Regions from separate parts of the Mus musculus genome. Here region 2 is linked to region 1. A link is a contact called in public HiChIP or PLAC-seq data. All regions are on one chromosome and are shown on one strand. The core of a region is the stretch at or near the end of the contact, and the rest is flanking DNA. Distances in the headings are between cores, read along the strand shown.

The links. HiChIP or PLAC-seq counts read pairs in DNA pulled down with a chosen protein or histone mark.
Region 2: a contact with region 1 is called in an H3K4me3 HiChIP or PLAC-seq map of the SCID.adh cell line, with 9 read pairs. The contact joins the promoter of Nrf1 here to the enhancer-like site in region 1. A contact is called at or near these places in 4 of 39 promoter capture datasets (cranial neural crest, embryonic stem cells, liver and 1 more), 5 of 115 datasets of contacts at active chromatin or transcription factors (the SCID.adh cell line, embryonic basal ganglia, embryonic limb bud and 1 more) and 2 of 9 other capture datasets (adipose tissue and macrophages).

What each region holds. Positions count from the first base shown.
Region 1 is chr6:29,867,578-29,872,717 of GRCm38.p6, reverse strand. Ahcyl2 (S-adenosylhomocysteine hydrolase-like 2) reads right to left here. Exons shown (of 17, transcript NM_001171000.2): 3 at 2,007-2,150; 4 at 1,432-1,532. Among named protein-coding and RNA genes, the nearest start is that of Strip2, 47 kb to the left of the region's middle. Within about 2 kb of position 2,982, at least 15 of the 459 cell types and tissues checked have an H3K27ac peak or open chromatin away from gene starts, as enhancers often do. A contact at or near this core is called in the SCID.adh cell line and liver, where this site is marked.
Region 2 is chr6:30,046,092-30,050,506 of GRCm38.p6, reverse strand. It overlaps Nrf1 (nuclear respiratory factor 1), which reads right to left and starts at 2,519. Exons shown (of 12, transcript NM_001164226.1): 1 at 2,394-2,519.

The DNA of each region.
Region 1 (5,140 bases), core at 1,733-4,232:
TCAGGCATGGTGGTGCATGTCTATAATTACAGTACTCAGGAGACAGAAGGATTAAACATTCAAGCTAGCTTTAGCTAAAATAGCAAGTTAGAAACCAGTAGAGGCTACATGAGATACCGTCACACACAAGAAAATGAGCAAGCCGGGCGTGGTGGCACATGCCTTTAATCCCAGCACTTGGGAGGCAGAAGTAGGCGGATTTCTGAGTTCGAGGCCAGCCTGGTCTACAGAGTGAGTTCCAGGACAGCCAGGGCTGCACAGAGAAACCCTATCTCAAAAAACAAAAACAAACAAACAAACAAAAAGAAACGAGCAAAAAACAGGATCTGGAGAGATGGCTCAACAGTTGAGAGCAGAGTTTGGTTCTCAGCACCACAGTCTATAATGCCATTTCTAGAGTGTCCAGTGCTCTCTTCTGGCCTCTGCAGGCTCTATAGCACATGAACACCTACATACTCACAAGCAAAACACTCATTCACATAAGACAATCCCCTACATTTCCATCTATATTAGTTAGTACAGATATCAGACTATTATAGTGTTGCTTAAGCGTTTATATATTGAAATATATTTTTATTATAAATTACTTTTTATTTCTCCCTATTATAGTTTTGATTTTATATTAAAAATTTTAAATTTCATATAACATATAGATTATGGTGTATCTAAGTTCTACCTCAGAATAATTCAGGGGCATTGAAAGTACCTTGCTTATAAATAGGAGCTAACTCCACTGAGTGGAGCAATCTCTGGTCTAAGGCAGTCATGGGGAGTTTAGTCCCTTCTTAGAACTAGTCCAGCAGGGGCATGTAACCAGTCCTGCTCATGGCATGCTGGACTGTCCTGCAGGACCTCAGCGAAGGTTTCTGGCTCTTAGGAGAGCAGAAGAAGCAGTCCTTCCATAGTGTCCTTGGTGACTATGTAGCTGTAAGCACTTAGTCAGTTTGTATGGAGTGATAAAATGTGGAGACAGTTCTGAAAAAAATCATCAAGCAGTAAAACAGACTCCTCCACCCCAGCCACAGCCTGCCTTCCACACACGGACTTCTGGAAACACAATGTAGTAAGTTCCTATAGGCTGAGGTCAGGTCGAATCAGTTTTCTCTCACTTGCTGCTGAATGCTCTCATGTATACAGTCTCAGAGAGAGGACTCTGGGCAGGCTGATGGAGAAGTAGGAGACAGGAGAAAGCATTCATGGGTTCACCTATACACTCATGATCAAGCTTAGCCTGTGCCCTCCTGGCTGTACAACTCTGACAGATTACTCGAGCATTCGGGCCTCGGTTTCCTTGTTTACAAAATGGAAAAAGGAATACCTGCCTACATAGCATTTTGTGGATTAATGAAATAATGTTGTTAGCTTGGTGCTGGCAGTTGCTGGCATTCAATAACTGGTGCGATTATTACTGTTATTAAGAAAAGCACTCACGGCTGTCTGAGCAGTGATGTGCGTACAACCCACAATTTTGGCTCCAGCCAAAGGCTTTTCTCCTTGGGCTCTCTTCCTTAAAGCCATCAAGGCAGGCATCTCTGAAAAAGTCCAATACAAACATAGAATATTAAACAGAGGGAATAAAAGATGAAAGAAAAAACATAAAAAATATTCATTCAAGTTCTCTTGGTCAGCTTCTGTTAGATGGTGTTCCCGAATGTTCTCTGAGAGGCCTTCAGAGACAAATGCTCCCCAGTCTTATCTTCTATGTGCCAATTCTTAGCCAGGGGTTTCCTCCAGAACCACTGGACTTCACTCCCTCCCCAAAGTGTTTCCCAAGCTCAGGGATGGACATGCAAACTCACACCTATAATCCCAGAATTTGGGAGGCTGAGACAAGAGAATTATCTCGAGTGCAAGGTCAGCCTAGGTTCCAGAACAACACCAATCTCAGACAATTTAATAAACAAAAATGTGATTTAGTATTGCACTGAAATTTGACAAGCCAGATGACCCAGGAGTATTAACATGACAAAATGACACAGGCAGGCAAAAAGGCATTATTTCTTTACCTTGCTCAGCAATTTCAATTTCTCTGCGTCCAAACTCCGCTTGTTTGATGTTCTTGACACAGAAGTCGCTACTTCCCTTAGAGTTCTTTTGCTGCTTGTCCCTGGGGGATGTCTCATCGTCAGAGCTATCTGTATATGAGGCAGCTGGAACACAAATGAAAAAATCAATCAGAAAAAGACTGGCTTCTTCCACAATGGAAAACCAGTGGGGCTTCACTAGTCATTAGCATCATCCGAATTAACACCTCTAGGAAGCTCCTTAATGAAACATGGAGCTGCTTATGCAAGGTACTCCCCACAGTCCAGAAAGGACAAGCCAGAGACCTGCAAAAGGCTTTCTCTCTCTGTAGCATTCATTAGGAATCTAGGACTAACTTTTCCTTTTGAACACAGAGAGATATAATGCTTGAATGTGCAGAGAGGAAAGCTGAACCCAGGAAAGCCACAGTTAAAGTTCCTAAGCAAGCCAGTTATTTACCCTCTCCACCCACCCCCCACCCCCGCTTCCCCTCCCCTTCCCCCACCTGTTGCTTAAATGCCTGAAGTAATTTGCTTTGTAGTACACTAACTGAACAGATAAAACCTAAAAAACAAGAAACTCATGGGAAAGTAATTAAGAACTACACAAAAGGAGTTTGTCTGACATAACAGAGCTGTGCTTCTTCGGACTGGCTCTGCTGAGACAGAACTATTCTTGCAGACCCAATTAGACCCTGACAACGAACTATTCAATGTGCTATCCTCCTTACTGGCCTCCTTAAGAAGGGGTCCTTGGTGTTTCAGATTCCCAAAGCAGCAAAATACTAGCTTTTGGTACATTCAATGCTTTGCTGAGTAATCAACTAGCAATATATACTAGAGCAGTGGCTTTCACCCTTCCTAATGCTGCAGCCCTTTAATACAGTGCCTCATGCTGTGAGAACCCCAACCATAACATTATTTTCATTGCTACTGAAAGAGTAGTAAACTCAGTGCTCCAAGGTATGCTAATCATAAAACAGATAGCGACATTCCTCCACCCACCCCCTTCCTGGGTTCAATTCAAAGAATGGCACCCTGACCGTTACTGGAACCTGCAATGCAAATGTGCTATTGTTAGGGGCTCTTAGAAACTGTCTTGAGAGTTAACAATTACCAGGTATTCCTTGTGACACCTGTGACTTTGTACTTCCTTGTGACTCTTAACTGGTATTTTTGGTATTTTCCAACAACACCCTTCCCACCTCCTTGAGTTGTGGTTTTTTCCTTTAAATACCCCTTTACTCAGCTACTCAGGGCGCCACGGTCCTCTATCCCTGCGTGGTGTATGACCGTGGGCCCGAGAGCGCTCTTGAATAAAAATCCTCTTGCAATTTGCAGCAAGTCTGTTTCTCGTTGGTGGTTTTGGGGTGTCGCCTCTCCTGAGTCAGAACGTGGGGGAGTCCTCACGTTGTGGGTCTTTCACTACTTCACAATTGTCATTTTGAAACTATTATGAATCTGATCTTTCTGATGGTTCTCAGGTGAGCTCTTGTAAGAGTTGTTTGACCCCCAAATGGGTCTCGACCCACAGGTTGAGAACCACTGCAGTGGAGGGTGAAAGGGCCACACTTGATTGTGGCCAACAGACAGTTACTGACACTGAATTCACAGCCTTAGTCGAGATCTTTTTCGTCTTCATATTTGCTAATCATTTACTAGATAATCTGAAGCTATTTCTTTCTTGATCTTTGTACAAGAGGGTAGTTCTTTCTAATCCTGGCAGTTTGGGGAGAATAGAGGACATAAAACATGGCCTATAGCATACATCTCTCAGTGCAGTTAGCACTGCCATTAGTTCTAGGGGGAGAAAATTGCAAAAGCTCAGAGTTCCTGAGGGCCAAGTGCCCTGATCTACTTACATCTAGAGCATTAAAGCATTTCTGGGATTTCTTAGCAGAGGGGCTGAGTAGGGGTTGGAGGGCAGACTGTAAAAGGCAAGTCCGACCTTGCCCAGTTAATCAGGCACAGTGCTGCATACTGTGGGGTCAGCAGGGGCTTGAAGATCTCTCCTGGCTCTGGAAAATTGCCTTAGAGCAAAGTCCTAACATGAGGGCACAGGAATGATTGTGTGCACAAAGGGAGGCGAAGGAATTAGTAAATCCCCAAAGGACTTTTGTTCTTATAAAGAACTAATCTGTACAAAAACTTTTTGGTTCCTCTCCTAGGGTAAGAGAGCTCAAAGTACTTTTGGCAACAGAGCTAGAAATAGTTTTCTGGACTATGATAGAGTTTAGGAATCACAGGCTTAGGAACCATGAGAGAAAAATGACAACAGCCTCCCCAATCCTGATCCAAATTTATGTAGAAATTGAATTTGAAAAAAAGAGTTTAAGCTCAGAATAATTCAAAGTTTCAAATCTTTTCTCCAGAACCATGATGGCTTTTGTGCCTTTAGTAGTAAACACTGATCAGCAAGAACACCTTTAGTCCCAGGTCTTGGGTTTGCTGTAGTGACTAGAGAGGCTGAGACTGGAGCCCCTCCTCTAACCCAGAATAGTCCCCCTTCCTAAACCTTCTCAGCTCTGAAGGAGGAGTCAGGAGTGGGAGGAAAGCAAACCGAAACAAAACAAAGCAATGCTCCTTTAAGAGAAGCACCCCAATTTTAACTGTTCCTTGTTTAGTTCTGCTTTGTTTGTTTTTCAGACAGGAGCTCCGCATGCAGCCCTGGCTGTCCTGGAACTAGCTATGTACACCAGGCTGGTCTTAAAGTAAGAGAGACTTTCCTGCCTCTGTCTCCCAAGTGCTGGGATTAAAGATGAGTAAGTATCTCAACACCTTAGCTTCAATTTCTGTGGTTGGCCTTTTGTTTCCAAATGAAAAAATAAAATGGTTACATCATTTCCTTATTTTAAAGCTGAGAAAACTAATATTTTACTTTCTTTTTTTTTAATATTTATTTATTTATTATATGTAAGTACACTGTAGCTGTCCTCAGACACTCCAGAAGAGGGAGTCAGATCTTGTTATGGATGGTTGTGAGCCACCATGTGGTTGCTGGGATTTGAACTCCTGACCTTCGGAAGAGCAGTCGGGTGCTCTTACCCACTGAGCCATCTCACCAGCCCTACTTTCTTTTTAAACGGAGTCTCACTATGTAGCCCTAGCTATCTTAG
Region 2 (4,415 bases), core at 1,270-3,769, 180 kb before region 1:
GCAGATCCTTTGAGGCCAGTCTGATCTACAAGGCAAGTTTCAGGATAACCAAGGCTACACATTGTCAATATATATATACATACACACACAAGAACCTTAATTTTCCCTTAAAAGGTACATGCTTGCTTTTGTTTCCTATAAAATGCTTTGTACAGACAAGCCAGGTCTGGTTAAAAATGTAGTACATCAGCAAAGACAATTCACAAATTTAAATCACAGGATTGTTGGCCTTCACCTCCCTAACTAAATTAGCAACGGGTGTGTAATTATACCTTAATAAAACAGAAAACCCACAACCTTAGGTCCCACTGAAATATGTATGAGTGTCGAGGGAAATGGAAATCCCTTTTATAATCCTTCTATAATTCCGGTATTTTTGTGAAAACACCTAATTTGAGTTGGCTGGTTCTGGTTAAATGAGAATATAAACCACTCACTAGTAGACAAAAATTCTTCTCCCCTTCTGTATGCTGAGTTTGAGATTATAATGAAATCAAGATTTTAAATAAAGTGGGCTAAAAGACTATTGTTTTGTTTCGATGTGGGTTAGGTACCCAATTGTTAGCAACAGTCGAATTCCTATCAGGCAAACAAACAAACAACAAAAGGCTGCCAATGTATTTCAGCAGCAAACGGTCTGCATGGCCAATGCCCTGTTAGATTCCCCAGCAAAGCACAAAAAAATAAAGAGGAAGGGTAACACCTTCCCAAAAATCTACACTCAACAAATTACAGTTAAGTCTGCACCCAAATTAAGTCACTACATCACATTACACATGACGATTATACACTTACTTTGTACTCATTAACTAGCCATATTTCTACTACTTTATAGGGTAACTTGTCAAGAACTTTCAAACAATGTTAGGGAGTCAGGACATAACTAAATGAAAAAGCAAAATCAACACTCATTTAATATATATGTCACCCCTCTTCTCTTCCCCGGAGTGAGGAACAATCCATTAACTTACTGTTTATGACTAAAGGAAAAGGCATTTAAAAGGATCTGCCGAAGATTGGAAAAAGGACCAAAAAGGACCACTCCTCCAAGGACAAAAGCTGTCCCCATTCTCCTACAGAGCACTGTCCCAACTGACAGGTTCACTCCCACCAACTTTCTCCAATAAATGGAGATTTAAACACTAAAATGGAAGTTTTGCTTTGCCTACTTAAAAAAAAAAAAAAATCGGCCCAACCGATACCAACTCTAACATAAGCCATCATCAGTACAAGATACTTTAATGGCAGGGAAGATGGGGATGACCTGCTAACAGCTCCTCCAACTGGTCAGAGCAGATAGCCTTTGAAGCTCTAACAACATTAATGTATGTTTAACATTTTCAAGTTCTGGTGGGTAGTCAGATGCACCGAACAAAGTTTGGGGCCAGCAGCAACGACACAACAGGTGAGAAACAGTGGACATCACTACAGAACATGCAATGGCAAACCCACGAATCCACGAAAGCCTGGGAGATGTGGGAGAGAATCAAGCACAAGACCACCCCAGACCCCCTGTTTTATCCGAGGCAAAGGCTCCGTTCCTTCTTAAGGGGTGCGCCACCTCCCCCTCCTGTCCCCCGGAGACCACCACGCCAGTCCCAGGAAGAACCCAGGCCCCTCGGTGGGTATCTCCGCCGGAGAGGAAAAACACAATGTCGCTCCTTATTTCTGCGTACAAAAGGACTTTGCGCCCTCCTCCTCCTCCTCGAACTGCCGCCTAGGCGCCTCCTCACAACTTGCAAGAAGGTGGGCAGCGCGCCATATTCAGCGCCCCCCAGTCCACCTGGGTAACCATCCCACGCCACCCCGGCGGGAGGGAAGCTTCGGAGGTCGCCCGGCCGAACCACCAGCCTCCTCTCCCGCCAGAGACAGCCACTCCCGCGCCCCGCCCGGCCGCACCGAGCCACCGGCGGGCCAGAGCCGGGAAGAGCCGAGGGGGCGAGCGCCGAGCCGCCGCTCCGGTCCCGCGCAGCCCACCCACCTCCCGCTCCCGGGCCCGGCGCGCTCTCCCGGGCCGCCGGCTCCCGAGCCCGCAGAAGGAAGACCAGGCCCGGGGTTCCACGGCGCGGAGGAGGCCGCGGCCGGGAGAACCCGAGGCGGTAGGGGAGGCCGGAACCCTGGGGCTCTCGGGAGGGCAGCCGCCTCCCTACCGAGCCCGCCAGGACGCCCGGGGCCTAGTGCGGCCTGCGCATCCTCGGGGTGGCGGTTTGGCTGGGCCGGGCCCGGGCCCGGGCCCCCCGCCCCAGGCAGGCCGAATCCGGCGGGGGCCCAGGCCCCGAGCCGGGGGCGGCAGGGTGCCGGCTGCGGGGCGGGCCGGCCGGCCGGCGGGCGGGCGGCGTGTTGCGGCTGCGCCGGGGCTGAAATAGCTGGAGATTGCGCGGTAGGGCACTCACCTCAGAGCGGCTGCGCTACCGTGGGCCTGCGCCGTGGAGACTGCGACCGCGCCGGCTCCTCGCAGCCTCCTGCCACCAGCGGCAATGGCGAGCGCTGCCGCCTCTGCCGCCGCCGCCGCCGCCGAGGAGGGGGAGGGGAGGGAGGAGGCACGCACGCGACGCACGGCTCGGCTTCCCCGCCCGGAGACCGCCATGATGGCGAGGCCAGCACGGCTCTGCGGCTCCGGGGAGGGGGCTCTCGGCGGCGCTCTCTGAGACCCCCGGCCGCCTCGTCGGCCTCTGGTGCGGCTCGGCAGCGCTGGCCGGGGCCCGGACCAGGAGGGCAACCGGCTGAGCAAGTCGCGGACGCGGCGGCGAAGTGGTTCATGCCGCCCAAGATGGTTGCTAATCCGAAGGAGCCCTCCGCTCGGAGCCGAGCGCGGGGAACTGAGACCTCCGCTCCAAAGCGGCTCCCCCACATTTTACTCGGCGCGCCTTTGCGTAGTCGCCTCGACCCCTCTCTGAAATGCGCTTTGTTTCTCTGTTTCAAAGCCCCAACCAGATCTGTAAACGGGGAACTTTGGTACAAAGCAATATGGTAATTTATTCTCTCGTTCCTTAGACCAACATTTCTAAAGGGCCCCTTTCCGTACTGGATGCTGTTATGGGTGCTCCGAAGTGCACCTGTTAGCAAACCAAGGCTCTATTTAATAAAAATAAAAAAGTAAGTTCTTGCCCTTGCTTTCTCGGCGCTTAGATGAAGCAATAGGGTATCCTAGTATGCCTAACAAGTGAGCAGACAGTGGGAAAATGAAAGGTTGGGGACATGGGGTAGTTTGGGTTGCTTTTGTTATGTCATCAGGAGCCCCCATCAGAACCACCGGGAGTCCCAGCTCCAACTGAAACCTAGAATCTGCATTTTTAACACTTCTGGGAGATTTAATGTGCACTAGATAAATGCCCCACATGGTGTCAGAAAACAGCTTAACAAATAAGCAAACATTTTTTTAATTGGATACCTTTGTCTTATGTAGTTTTTTTTTTTTTTTTTTTTTAGTCCAAGACAGGATTTCTCTGTGTAGACCAGGCTGTCCTGGAACTCACTCTGCAGACCAAGCTGACCTCCAACCCAGAGATCATCTGCCTCTACCTCCCCAGTGCTGGGATTAAAGGCGTGTGCCACCACTGCCCAGCTTAACTGAATGCCTTTTTCCCTTAACGGTTTCTTTTCTCTTCCTTCCTTCCTTACTTCCTTCCTTTCTTTTTTTTTCTTTTTCCTTTTTTTTGGTTTTTAGAGACGGTTTCTCTGTGTAGCCCTGGCTTGGCTGTCCAAGAACTCTGTAGACCAGGCTGGCCTCAAACTCAGAAATCTGCGTGCTTCTGCCTCCCCAGTGCTTGGATCAAAGGCGTGCGCCACCACTGCCTGGCACCCTTAATGTTTTCTAAATCAAACCGATATCACTGTCACTACCCATCCCTGTAGGAATAATGTCTGCTCTTTCCTCTTTGCCTCAATGATTTTTTTTTTTTTTTTTTTTTTTTTTTGAGATAGGGTCTCAACTATGTAGCCCAGGATGGCCTGAAACTCACCATAAAGACCAGACTGGCCTGGCCTCTAACTCAGAGATTTTTATCCTGTCCTTGCCTTCCAAGTTCTGGGATTAAAGACATGGACCCTCTGCCTGGCCATCCAATGACATCTTTAAAGCGTTGTTGCCTCTTTCTGACTTTGGTCCAGGCTGCTTTCGTGTGGAGGTGCTGCACTTAGACTCTGAACTGGCTCCCAGACCCTGGACTTGCTCTCCCCAGCCCCTTCTGCACACTTCAACTTGAATGGACTCTTTTCTTCATTTTTTTAAAAAAAAGCAGATCGTAGCTGGGCGTGGTGGCACACGCCTTTAATCCCAGCACTCGGGAGGCAGAGGCAGGTGGATTTCTGAGTTCGAGGCTAGTCTGGTCTACAGAGTGAGTTCCAGGACAGCCAGGGCTATACAGAGAAACCCTGTCTCAAAAAAAAAAAAAAAAAAAAAAAAAAAAAGCAGA